2 separate regions of the Sus scrofa genome follow, and region 2 is linked to region 1. The links are chromatin contacts, called in public promoter capture Hi-C maps. All regions are on one chromosome and are shown on one strand. Each heading gives the region's core, a stretch centred on a gene start, on an enhancer-like site or on the middle of the called end of the contact. The rest is flanking DNA. Distances are from core to core; before and after follow the strand shown. Region 1 holds the start of VIPR1 (vasoactive intestinal peptide receptor 1). Region 2 has its middle 26 kb from the start of SEC22C.

Region 1 (6,648 bases), core at 2,560-5,059:
GGTATTCTTTCTCAAGTCGTCCTTGTCTATGCCCAGGAGAGGCATTTCCCCAAGGCTAGGACCTAAGTCTTCTCTTCCTCTATATCCTGGAGCAGGAACTCTCCTACTGCCTTCATTTTCCATGCCTCAGTTTCCCCTCTGCGGTAGTCACAGACATGCATCACGTGGATCTCCCGTCAAGAAAGAATCTGCCATTCCACTGTGGGGAATGCGGTGAGCTGACAGCCTCTAGCAGTATAGCCCTCAGGATCCATCACAGCGTTTGAGGACGTTCTTCCCATGAGGCCCCCGGCCACTGACTGAGCATGGCAGGGTTACTAAGGTGTCTGTGTGCCATCTTTGCTCTGCCCTCACAGTCAGAGCTGCATCACAGTCTTGAGGTTTTTCCCTGCAGGGTCCTGATTTCTCCTCCTTTGTCTTTCACCAGGTCCCCCTGCCATCCAATAAATTTCCAGTGATGCTAACTCCACAGCTACCCTTCCCACCCCACTGCAGACCTCACCATCTGAAGTTCCTGAGCTGGGAGCCTTGAAGCTGTGAGTGCACGACTCAGGGAGGTGGGTGAAGGACTGGGGGAGGCAAGGGTGGCACCCACTGCAGGGATGAGGCAGGAAGCCAGGAAGTCAGGCAGGCTCCAAATGAGTAACTGAAGATTCTTTCCTGCTGTGCCTGTCATCGCGGGGGAAGGTAAGTGTTTGCCTCTCCCCCCACCACCACCTTCTGCACCCCTGTGGTTCCCGCATCCAGCGGGAGGTGGGGCTTCGGACTGGTTCCAGAGATCCAAGAGAAAAGACCTCAGGGCAGAATACCCTGGATGACTCCAAGCAAGAGGACACAGGGGAACAAGAGGGGGTGGATGTGGCCTCCTCCCCAAACCTGGACTGATGAGGCAAAGGCCAACTCCACAGGGACTTGGGCTATGGACAGGGTGGGGGGGATGGGGAACAGAGATCCGAGTTACTGCTTCCCGCCCTATCAGGTAGCCTATCTCAGCGCCCCCTGTCCCTCCCATAAAACCTCCTGCTTCTGGTATTCCCCCCCTCCCCCCGCAACTCCAGAAGCCTTCACAGATCATCAGACAAGTGAAAGGATGGCTTTCTCATTGGATCCTACAAAACTCATGTGTGACCCCACACACAAGGGCCTCAGGACATAGAAGTGGATATGTGGGAACAATTGGCCAACATAAAGTCAAACTTACTCTTGGCTGAATTTTTTAGTTTTTTGTTTGTTTTTACTACTTTCTTTTTCCTGCTCCTTATTTTACTTCTGAAGTTGTTCTGTACCTTTTGATAGGAAAGGGAGGGTGAGTCTCCTAGGAGAACAATTCTGAAAGAACAAAGAAGTCATTTTCTTTGCAAAGAATCTGCATGGAAACTGTTTCCTCAGTCACCTGCTTCCTTCCTGGAAGCCTGGGAGCTGCAAGGGCATCCAGGAGCCCTACCAGCCACTTTCACTGTCACCAGTCTACCCATATAGCCCTCAAACCAAGGAGGGGGTTTCTCATGGACACCCTCTAGAATAAGAGGAGAGGCAGCCCCCCCCCCCAGCTAGGAGCCTTAAGATTCCCACCCCTCCCCCATCTGCCACCTGCTGGGCCTGGCTGAGGGTCACTTAGTAAAGTGAGGTCTGGCTCCCCACTAGTCCCCAGTCCTCACCCCCCTCAATACATTCTCAAGTACCTGTCCTCAGAGAGAGGAGAACTTCAAAGGGCCAAAGGACATGCTTTAACGGTGGGATTTCAGCATTCTGCAGCTGGTTAGGGGTGTGTGTGTGTGTGTGTGTGTGTGTGTGTGTGTGTGTGTGTGTGTAGAGTGGACAAGAGTTTATGAGAGCCAAAGCCCATGGATCTGCCATTCATATATAGGATTCCTAGGGCACTGTGCCAGCAGAGGTGACTCTCCAGAATGAGGACAAAATGCCACGGCCCTGCTAGAGAACTGAGGCTTGAGAAGGGGTACTGGCAGGGTCACGGGGAGAGGCAAGGAGCTCTGAGCCTAACCTGGTCTCCAGAAGTGGAACTGCTGAGGAGATGGCTGGTGATTCTTCAAACAATTCCTCCCCTCAGGAGTTGACTCCAAACTCCAGAATGGCCAGGGCAAAGGTATCTCCACAGTTCGCCTGTCTGGGGAAGGGCTTATGACCAGACTCACTGATTGTAACTGGAAGGAACTGGAAATTTAGGGGAATACAGTAGCTTCCCAGGTCCTCCTCAAGCAAGAGATGTTAATGTCTTATCCATCCCCATGCCCCAGGGCACAGCAGAGAGCCAGGCATACGGCAAACTATTAATGAATGTTCAAGGAAAGGAGGGATGGAGGGTGGGAGGAAGGAAGGAGGAAAGGAAAGAAAGGGAGGGAGCGAGGAAGGATGGAAGGAAAAAAGAAAAGGGAGATGGGAGGACGGGAAAGTAGAGAGCAAATACTAGCACCCCAAATAAGCCAAAATCAAAGAGGAGCTGGGCGTTCCTGCCTTCCTGACTTTTCCGCGTCTCTCCATAACTCCAAGCAATCCCAGATCAGCCGCCCGAATGCCCCGCGCTGGAGTGCGGGAAACCTGGGTGGGTCCGCAAGGAACTCTGACGCACCTGCCGGTCAGCAATAGAACCTCCTTCAAGCAGCCACACACATCCAAAGACGCCCAGGGACGCTCAGCCCTCTCTGCCTCTTCACTGAACACCGCCCTCCCCACTCCCCCGTAACAGTCACCAACCAGCCACCCTATCCCCACAGCCACCTCCAGCCTCGACTGCACCCTTTTGAACCCTCGGAAAGACGGTCAAGCAGCCACCTGCATTTGGTTCACAAGAATACGCCCTCATTCTAAAGACAATAAACCAATTCCTGAGAATGCGAGGTAGAGGCAGGCTGGCCCGAGGTCCCTGCTGAGCCCTGGAAGCGAGACATTAGAGGCAGGCGGCCCTGATCCGGGCCTTTCTCTGTACCTCAGTTTCCCAGACTGTAAAATCGGTAAAGCAGGAGGAGGTTGTTTTAGGTCGGAGTCTGGGCCCGAGCGCAGGAACAAACCTTCCCTCCCCGCGTGGGGGCGCTGGAACTTCGGCCCTGCCTCCCTCCAGAGGTGCTAAGGCTGAGACAAGGGAGGGCGCGGACGCACCACCCTCCCTGAAGCACGACCCCCATTCCTCGCCGTGAAAGGTCCAGGAGCTCAGCCCGTGCCGAGCACGCCCTGCCACGTTGCCAGGGCTCAGGGGAGGCACCATGGAACCAAGAATCGGGTCTCACTCGCGCCCTGGCTTCCCCTCGCCTGGCCTCTCTGGCGCGGGGAGGTTGGGTCGATTGAAAATGGATCAAACAGTGAGCCCCACTACCTGGGGCACTTGTAGCCTAGGACCCTACGCGGGCTGCAGCCCTCAGACTAGTGGATAAGAAGTAACAAGTTTCGTGGTCCGGCCCTCCTGCACTAGCCCTATGAGGCAGGAAGTGGAAAATGGGGAGAGTGGCGGGGAGGCCTTCTGGAGGAGATGGTTCCGAAGGCGTGAGGTGTACGAGCCGAGCGCCCTTAGGTGGGGCTGAGGGGGTGTTTCCAGTCAGCCAGGCTCTCCGAAACGTCGTGAGCCCAGCAGGGAAGGCTGGGGTGTGCTGGGGTCTCGGGACTCCTGGAGATGCAGTCCGAGGGGACAAAGGCCTGTCCACCCCTCGCGACTGAGGACTGACGTGTGGGACTAGCGGCGGGAGCGCAGGGACTCCCTGCTCGCTGGAGTGCCCCCGGTCCCGCCCCACACCTGCGCGGCCGCCCCACTTCTGCCAAGCCATTGGCTGGACCCGCCGCCCGTCAGACGAGCCCCCGGAGCCCGCCCCCGCCCCAGCGGCGCCTCTTAGCGTTGGGGCTACCGCGGCAGCGCAGCTCAGTCAGGCTCCCCACCGTCCGCCGCGTGGTGCGCCGCCCGCCCCCGTCGCTCGCCCATTACTGGCGCGGCGCCGCCCGCCGCAGGCTCGCAGCAGACCATGCGCCCCCTGAGCCCGCCGCCGGCCGGCTGGTTCTGCGTGCTGGCCGGCGTCCTCGCCTGTGTCCTCGGCCCCGTGGTGAGTGTCCGCCGGGCCACCCGGAGTCCCAGCAGCTGGGGGTGGAACGAGGGTGACGGGAGCCCGGCCGTGTGCTCACGTCTGTGTGGACGGGATAAGGGGCGCGGAGCACGCTGTCTCCCCTCCTGCGCGCCCCAGACCCGACCTAGACCCGAGGGAAGGGTGGGGTCTCAGTCACACCGATTCCCTTCCAGCGCAGCCAGGAGCGGGCCTCTAGGACGCCGGTGGAGGGACGGCGGGCAAGTGCAGCTCCTAACTCGCCTTTCGTGCAGAGGCTGTGGGGTGGGAAGGTCACTGGATTCAGGGTTGGGGACTGTGGTCCATTGAAACGGAAGGCTTGGTAGACGGTGAGAGGGAGGCTCTAAGTGTCATGGTTGTGTGCTGTGCCCGTCTGGACGCGTCTGTGGGGCATTAAGCTACTTGTAGGAGTGACGTCTCAGCAGCAGACCCAGAGCCTTCAGCTCTGGGTCCTGGGAAGGGGTTTTGGGGATCAGATGGCTGGCAGGGAGACCCTTCCTTTACCCTCCCTCTGAGCGAAGCTGAAAGGTATGAAGCCCAAGGTCGAAGGTGGTGGGCAGTGAGGGTTTGAGGTGTGTTTACCAGGGAGGGCCAGACATGTGCCTGGGGAAAGCGGAGCAGGGAGCAGTCAACAAGCAGTGGCCACCCTCTTTCTCCCACTTGTGCTTCATCCCCATATGGGTGTGTGTGTGTGTGCCCCTAGTGCATGTGTTCCCAGCATGCCCTGTGTATGCTGTGCCCATGTGTGTGTCTGAGGATGGCTCACCTGGGCTGCAGGGCAGATTCTGATTGAGGCGGTAGATGCATGGGTTACCTTCTTGCAAGATCAGGGAAGACATGAAGGCTACCAAAGCCCATTTTACAGATGGGTAAAGTGAAGCCCAAAGATACCAGAGCCACACCTGTCCCTGACCCATCAGACGAGGACTGAGGTTGATTTCTCTCTAACCCTACCCCATGACTTGAGGAAATCTGGGGCTGGTGCTTGGGCAGGACCTAAAACTTGTTTCCAGGTCTGACACTAAACTCCAGGCTGGCTGGTAGGTGGGTGAAATATATTGGTCATTTAGTCTATTCTGTCCCATGATTACCTCTGTTCCCATCAACTCCACCAAGACAGGAATCTCTGTTTCCATCTAGCTAATGTCTTGCACAGCCTGGGGATAGGCAGCTGTCCTGGAGATGGGATGCCAGTCCTGGGAGCAGACCTTATGGCAATTGGCAGGATCCCTCCCTCCTCCCACTGACAGCAGAGGTGAGACCCACCTCCTGGGCATTCAAACCTCCACCAAATTCTGGCCCTGAGGCCACAGCTCTGGTACCACTTACAGCCTCTCAGGGTCACAGAGCCTCCAGGCCTCACCAGCAACCCTCTGGCTCTCCCACCCCGGGTTCCAACCCTTCAAATTCTCTTTGGATGAATCAAGGCTCTTGGGATCACTACTGGTACCCTGTTCCCCCTCCATGGAAGCTTCTCAGCCCAGGGACAGAGTGGTTTCAGTGGGACTCCCTCTCATGCTAGGCAGCATCTGCCCCCTACCTCCTGAGACAGTTTAAGCCTGGCTCCTCCAATGCTCCCCTGTCTTTCCGCATCTCATTCATTAGTTCTCAACTCCAGCACCTCCTCCAGACTGCCTTCCCTGATTGCTCCACCCCACTCAGCCCTCCCCACTTTGACCCCACCCCTTCAACCCTACTCATCTCCCAGGCTGGGATCTTCTGACCATCCCATGGGATCAAGGGCTAAGGTCTCTCACCCTCCCACATCCCCTACAGTTCAGTGCTGGGCTGGGCCCACAGAGGGAGGAGAAGGGACTCGCCCAGGAATGGGTGAGGGCAGGCTAGAATGAGGAGGCCCCATTTCCCTCTCTACTTCTCCTTCCTCCCCACCAGCCACCACTTGCTCTTGGGCTAAATGGACACCAGGCAGTCCTCTTCCAGCCCGACCAGGGTTGCAGGGTGGGGGGGCGGTGGGCGGGGGGTGGGGGTGGTGTGACATTATCAGAGTCATAAAATGGCAGCTGCAAAGTTCAGTCTGAAAGCCCAAGGCCTTATCACTCTTGTTTATGGTGCCCTGACCTCAGCCTGGGAAAGGGAAATCTCTGAACAGGGAAGGAAAAAAAAAAAAAAGGAAAGAAAACCTCCAGTGTCTCAGAAGAGGAAGTCCTCCCCAAGGCCACCCTTTAGGCCTTCCACTGTCCCTACCCCCTTGACAGCAGGCACAGGGACTCCTCACTGGTAGCAGAACTGCTCAAGCCAGTGCCCAGGCCAGAGGCAGGGTGGGAGGTGTCATAGAGAAGGAGCCGACCCACACTCTGCCCTGGGAAGTTTCTCTAGCTGGTGGGGGAGAGCAGAGCCAGTGACCTAGGAGGACGGGCCCAGGTGGGTGTGGGTGCCGCCTTTAGAACTGGGGCAAGAGTTGCTGAGAAGAGCAGTCAGAGAAGACTCCCTGGAGGAGGCAGGCCAGCCCCTGAAGAATTCGGCCAAATGGTCCAACCTTCCACCTGAGACCATAAAACAGCCTCTGTTGGCAGGACCAATGGGCCTGACCTCAGAAAGAGGAGGAAGTCCCTAGCTCTCCCACTGA
Region 2 (6,517 bases), core at 3,399-5,898, 45 kb after region 1:
CAGGGAACAGAGAAGTGTGACATGGAGAAATAGAGAAAGCCAAAATCAAGATGGGTTATTGAGCTTGTCACTGCTGTGCCAATGGGAATCGGGACCCTCTGAGGAGCGGGCAGAACACGCCTCAGAATCAATTTCCCAGGGAACAGGAGAGCAGTAGTTGCTGACCTCCACCACCCAGCGCTCATGTTCTGCCCATGACAGCACCCTCAGGCTGCTAATCTGGGCAGGTCTGAGTGTAAGCAGGCAGGTCCCTGCAGGCATCCCACACCATGATTCCAGAGGGACAAAGGCAGAATGTAGGAGCTGTGAGGGAAAGCTGAGGAGGGGGGATGGTCACCTTATTCCCACAGGATCTGGCAAAGGTAGATGAATAAGATACAAGGCAGAGAGTCCAAACAGGTGGCCTCCTGGTGGCAGAGAAAAGGAGCCTGGCACAAAGCTAGGCTAGGGTTTTCTACTAGGGTCTTCTTGGTGGAAACTCATGGTGTCTGGGTGCTTGTAGCTCATGAGTTCACTGCTGAGTCTCTTGCTTGGGGCCACCTCGGCTCACTCTAGCTCCTCAGACCCCTCCAGCCTCAGCCATGCCCCCATCCAGCCTTGGGGGAGGGAGCCACTCTCACCTCAGCACGGGCCGTGGCAGTGCCCAGACAGGCCCACCAGTCCCAACTCAGCCACATTCCCTGTGCCCTCTGGAGCACACAGGAACCTCTGGACCCTTCCAGGCCTCTGGGAGCAGAAGGAGGCTTGAGAGGAAGGCACTCACTCTGACCTTCTTGCCATCAAATCTGTTGCTCCACTGTTTTTATCCAGCAGGGCCACCTGAGGGCCTCAGGCTGCCTAGGAGGCTGTCTTCTAAGGCTGAGTGGGACACATGCCCTCTCTACCTTCAGCTTTCAGTTTCTTTCCCTTTAGGATTTCATCCCAGAGGATAAGACCAGGACACATGTCTGAGAGATGCACCCCCTTCCCTTCCCACCACTCACCAGCTGAGGGTGGGCTTTCCTCCTCCCCCTCCATCCTCCCTTCCCCCTGAGACTGCTTTACTGACCCCTACCCTTCCCTGGTCATTGTGGTGGAAGGGCTTCAAAGGAATACGATTTCAGGGATTCGGAAATGAGAATTATATCGGTTTAATATTTTCAAAGTATTAACGTCATCATATTCACTCAGCAAATAGTTACTGAGCACTTTACTGGGTGCACAGTTCCAACCAGTGACCAATGCAGAGGTCCTGCATGCACCGAGCTGAGCCTCTAACGGAGGAAGCCTCTAACGGAGGAAGCCTCTAACGGAGGAGTCGATAATAAATGAGGAAATTTACAGAAGAAAGAAGGCAGGAAGCGGGGCTAGGGTAAGGGCTGCTCTACTGGTTGGGGTGGTTGGAGGTCTCCCCAGAGGCTGAGAGTGGAGTAGTAACAGGTCATTCTCCCTCCCAGGTAATCAGGATTTTAAACCATATACGTCAGAACTGGGGTCCGGAGACCTTAAGGTCTAGGTCAAAATGTCCAGGGTCCTGCCTCTGCAGCTGTGGCCTGGACAGTATGTGAAAGACACGTGATGGGGCTTGGGGCCTCAGTGCTGCCTGAACCCCACCAGGTGGGGGCTCTAGTGCCCACCGCTTGCCCAGTCACGGAGAGGGGATTCCTGCCCGGAACACGGTAAGAGTTGTTTCTTGGGGCTGCATTGTGGCAGTGACCTGGGTCCAAAAATTTCATCTGGGCATAGGGGCCAAGAGGTTCCCCCCCACTGCCCCGGGTTCAGTGTTCTCCGTGCCAAGTGACAGAGAACAGGCAGCTCTTGAAAAGACTAATATTTACTCTTCGAATGGGAGCTGGCACAGGCTATTTCCTGCAACTGGCGTCTGGCTCACCCCGTGGGATGGACACAACAGGAGCCACTTCGGGAGATAGGCAGATGTCCCCGCAGACACCAGCATCCTGGAGGAGACAATGTCTCTGAGATGGGGACAGCATGTTCCAAGGTCCCATCTGATACATCTCATCTCGGCTTGCACACCGCCTTCCTGGTGGAGCACTCACCACCGCCCTCAGCCCTGTTGGACAGCTCTGTGAGAAAGTTCATCCTCATTCTGGCCCCGCGTTCCTTGCTTCTGGCCCTGGCTCTTATCCCTGGGGCCTCAGAAAATGTGCCTGGAACAACCCCACAGGGCAGTCACGGTCCTGGTCACCTACATGCCTCCCAGCCCCGCCCCCCTGCGGCTTCACTTCCCCAAGCTCACACAGCTCGCTCCGTGGCCAGAACAGACTATTTCTGGGGTGGGAGGAAGATCTTGCCTTGGGTGCACCTCTGTCCCCCTGCAGCTGTGTTCATTGTCCCTGTGAGAGCCCTTTAGCTGAGTGCCTCAAGGGGGAAAGAGCCTCCACCAGGAAACTACAAGTCAGAGGGCCTGAATCTGGGAAGGAGAGAGTCCCCGGTGGCCAGAGCCAGCTCCCGCCCGCCTGCATTCCCTCTGCAGCCCCTCTCCTCTCTGCTTTATCCTCTCTCCCCTCCCTCATGGGTCCCAGAAGCCCTCCCTGCCCATTACAGCCCCTGGCCTTGGCTTTAGTTCCCACCACCACCACCAATCCCCATCGGCCAGTGGAGAAGCCCTGGAAGCGAAAACACTGGCAGCACTTGGGGCTTTGAAGGCCCCCAGAGACAGGCCCTCAGCATCATCAAGTCCAGTCAGGGCTGGGCACCCTGGAAAAGATCAGGGGCAACAGAGTCACCTTGGTTCTCCCAGGGATCTCAGACCTGACTGCTGATTCTAGCCAGCTCCCCCCACCCACCACTTTTTTTTTAATTCCTTATTATCTCTACACCTAACTCCCAAGCTCCTGACCCTTTGTAGGCAACCATTCAAATGAACCTAACCTATAAATGAACCTAATATATATCTTTCAGAATATATTCTTAGGAAATATTTTATCATTTTCTGCACATATATTTCTAATCATAAAAATGTTATTTTCCCCTCAGTTCTATGATCTGAAGATGTATCCAGGCTGCTATGTTACATCTAACTCTGGTACTTCTGCCTGTTGCCTGCTGTTCCATGGTGAGCCTGCATGCTTTATCTGTCCATGGTAGACACACAGATTGCTTTCTGCCAACACAAATAATGCTTCAGTAAACATTTATCTTCAAACATGTCCCCTTAAGGATCTGTGTAAGAATCTCCCAGGGACATAACTAGGAGTGAAGTTTCCATATCATGAGATGTGTACATACTAAAGTCGGGTAGGCAGCTGTGTTAGTTTGTTAGGGCCACCATGACAAAGTTCCACAGGCTGGGTGAATTGAAGAACAGAAATTTATTTTCTCACTTTTCTGGAGGCTAGAAGTTGAAGATCAGGGTGCCAGTAGGGCTGGTTTCTTCTGAGACCTTTCTTCTTGGCTTGTAGAGGGCCACCTTCTCCTTGTGCTTTCCCACAGTCCTCTTCTGTATGTGTCTGTATCCTAATCTCTCTTTTTTTTTTTTTTCCTGTCTTTTTAGGGCCACACCCACGGCATATGGAAATTACCAGGCTAGGGTTTGAATCAGAGCTGCAGCTGCCAGCCCACGGCACAGCCACAGCATGGCGGGATCTGAGCCACATCTGCAACCTACACCATAGCCCATGGTAACACCAGATCCTTAACCCACTGAGCAAGGCCAGGGATCGAACCCATGTCCTCATGGATACCAGTCGGGTTCATTAACTACTGAGCCACAATGGGAACTCCCTGGCATTTTTTTTTTAAACGTTATTTACCTCTTTAAAGACCCTATCTCCAAATACAGTCACACTTTGATGTACTGGGGGTTAGGATTTCAACATATGAATTTAGGGAGGACACAAGTCAACCCATAACAGTAGCTCTGCTCTTGAGGTTGGTTATAGTAGCTGTACATGAAGTCCTCTATCCCCACTCTCATTCCAGTACTTTGTACCACACAGCTAAGTTTTGCTAAACTCATGGACATGGTTGTGAATAGTTTACTATTATTTTAATATGTATTTCTCTGTAATGATTTTAAGCATCTTCATATGCTTAGTAGCTTTCTGGGCTTTCTCTTCTTTTCTGCTCATTTTTCTATTGAAATTGCTGTCCTTCTTTCTGACTTAAGAAATTGCTTGTATATTAATCCTAGCTTCAGACCTTGTAAATATCTTCTCCTACACTTTTAATTTGGCCCATGAAGTCCATATTTGTATGTCATCACATTGATCATTTTGCCTTAAGGGCTGTGCCTGTGACATTTTGAAGAAGCACTTCTGCATCCTAGGTCACAGATTCTCTCCTTCGTGTTCTTCAATGAATTTTTTTCCCTGCACATTTGATCCAGGGACATCTTAGAGCTGACTCAGCAGAGTCAGGCACACTCAGGTAGGCCCCTTGCTGTCTGAACCTCACTCCTCTGCTGGCACTGCCCAAGGGTGCCAGGCAGCTGTGAGGCAGCACTTCTGGTACCTGGACCCAGAGCAGGTAGAGTCCAAGAAAAAGAAAGGCAATTCACCAGCCTGAACTGGCACCCAGCCATCCTGGCACACAAAGGGCACCCTTCATGAGCCAAGATCCCTTTTTATTCTTTGTGGGTGCTGCCAAGTGGTAGATGGCACCTTGTTCTCAGCCCATGGGACAGAGCTCTGGGCTACACTGTCACTGGCTACCTGGGACAGACCTCAGTTTCCCCACTTGAGCAATAAAGGGGTTGAACCAGATAGCATATAAGGCTCAGCCAATTCCCCAATCCCAGAACTCATAATTCAGATGCTTATTTCGGAAGTCTTTGCCCTCCTCCAAAAGATCTTCACTCTGAACAGGTAGTGAAGAGAAGCTTGGAGCTGTGCGGTCCCCAGTGTGGTTAGAGCATGGTCAGGAGAGGTTGGTGCATTTGCTTCCTTTCTGGAAATTTTATCAACTGCTGAAGGAACGACCTTGAAACAGTACAATCCCCTGGGTTGGGAACCTGATGTTGTGCCCCCTGGTGGCCTCTTCCTGACAGGGCTGATCCTGAAAAAGGAAAACTACATCACCCTCAGAGCTTGGAGAGCTGAGACCAGAGCAGGGCATAGTGCCTGCCCAGGGCACTATGCCCAGGGCACAGAGCCCGGCAGGAGCTAAGCTTCCATCGAAGGCATTCCTCTCAACCCCCAAGGCAGCACCGAGATTGCTATTTTGGTTTTTCTCAGGGCTTTTCTAGACCCATGATTGCATTCCGAAGTCTGGGGATTAGTGCCGAAGACTATTTGAGCCCTTGCACCTGTCTAGACCTCACTGGACAAGAGAACCTGAATTTGCTTTCTCTCACATTATGCCTCCCCTGTCCAGTGCCAGGCCCACATCACTCCACCCGGGAAAATGGACCCCCAACTCAGAATTTTCCACACAAACACACAAGTCAATAAGCACCTTAGATTTATTCTCCTCCCACTCCTGAAGCCACCTCATTGAATTTATATATACATAGTATATAAATGGCTATACAACATTCTTTACCTACATTAACACAATTTGGCTTTACTACTGTGTAAAATTTTGTTAAAATGTACTCATCATTTACTCAAAATAGATCTTTGTTATTACACGAAAACAGTAAGAAGCTTATATAATATGGACAGCAAGCATTCAAAATGAATACATGAAAGTAAATGGTTTTGCCCTGGCTAAATCAGCCTCAATCTTTTATGCCCTTAGTAGAAAAGTCCATTAAACAAAATGGAATCCTGGGAGTCACATCACTTCTGAAACCACCCCCAGAATCATATAAGGGTTAAAGAAGGTCATGTGTACCAAGCACAGGGTAGAGGAACAGAATGGATTTGATAATTTTACCCTAAATAAAAAGCGCTTGTGGGCAACAGCTCTGCCATCGGTACACAAGGGCAGATGTTTCCATATCCGGTCATTCCCAGATTTTACTGACAAGCCTCTTTTCACAGGTTCTCTGCCAATGATGTTTCCCGAGCAACAGAATTTTGACATCACTGCTCCACAGATGGGAGAATCAGAGCTCTTCTCATTTGGGTCTTCTGACGGGCCATGAAGTTTGGTCCAACCAGCAGAACTGGCCTCCCTGGATCCTGGAGGACCCAACACCACAGGTACCGAGGGCTCTGTGCCTACAAGGCAGGAGGCAGGTCCAGGGGGAGGAAGAGAGGCCACTATGTTTTTGGAGTGAAAGCATGAGGCCATTTACATTGCAGCATTATTAACACCCTTTTTGTAAAGGCCAGAAGACACACTGAGCTGCCTGAAGCATGCACATCCTCAATGTGTTGGGTGATGGAACTCAAAGGCTCCCTTCTCCTACACACAAATGGGGGATTCACCCAGCATCCCCTCCCACTACCACTTTTACCCTCCTGACAGTATGCCAGGGGAGCAGGAGGACGTCACCACTATTTCCCAGGAGAGATCATTGGGGCCGAAGGCAGCAACTTACTCATGGTGGCACTGGATCAAGGCGAAGAGCCTCCAGGCCTCAGACTGACTGGGCACTGGGCCCTCCTTCCCCTCTCATCTCTCAAAG

Evidence for each region. Promoter capture Hi-C pulls out the DNA fragments that hold promoters and counts their contacts.
Region 2: a promoter capture Hi-C map of liver shows a contact between it and region 1, with 4 times the contacts expected there. The contact joins the enhancer-like site here to the promoter of VIPR1 in region 1. A contact is called at or near these places in 1 of 5 promoter capture datasets (liver), 12 of 47 Hi-C or Micro-C datasets (alveolar macrophages, embryonic fibroblasts, epiblast stem cells and 5 more) and 1 of 2 datasets of contacts at active chromatin or transcription factors (skeletal muscle).

The regions. Positions count from the first base shown.
Region 1 is chr13:26,032,801-26,039,448 of Sscrofa11.1, forward strand. VIPR1 (vasoactive intestinal peptide receptor 1) reads left to right here and starts at 3,810. Exons shown (of 13, transcript NM_214036.1): 1 at 3,810-4,043. The coding sequence starts at 3,966.
Region 2 is chr13:26,077,198-26,083,714 of Sscrofa11.1, forward strand. It overlaps a transcript of SEC22C not described here. Among named protein-coding and RNA genes, the nearest start is that of SEC22C, 26 kb to the right of the region's middle. Within about 2 kb of position 4,649, at least 8 of the 83 cell types and tissues checked have an H3K27ac peak or open chromatin away from gene starts, as enhancers often do. A contact at or near this core is called in liver and skeletal muscle, where this site is marked.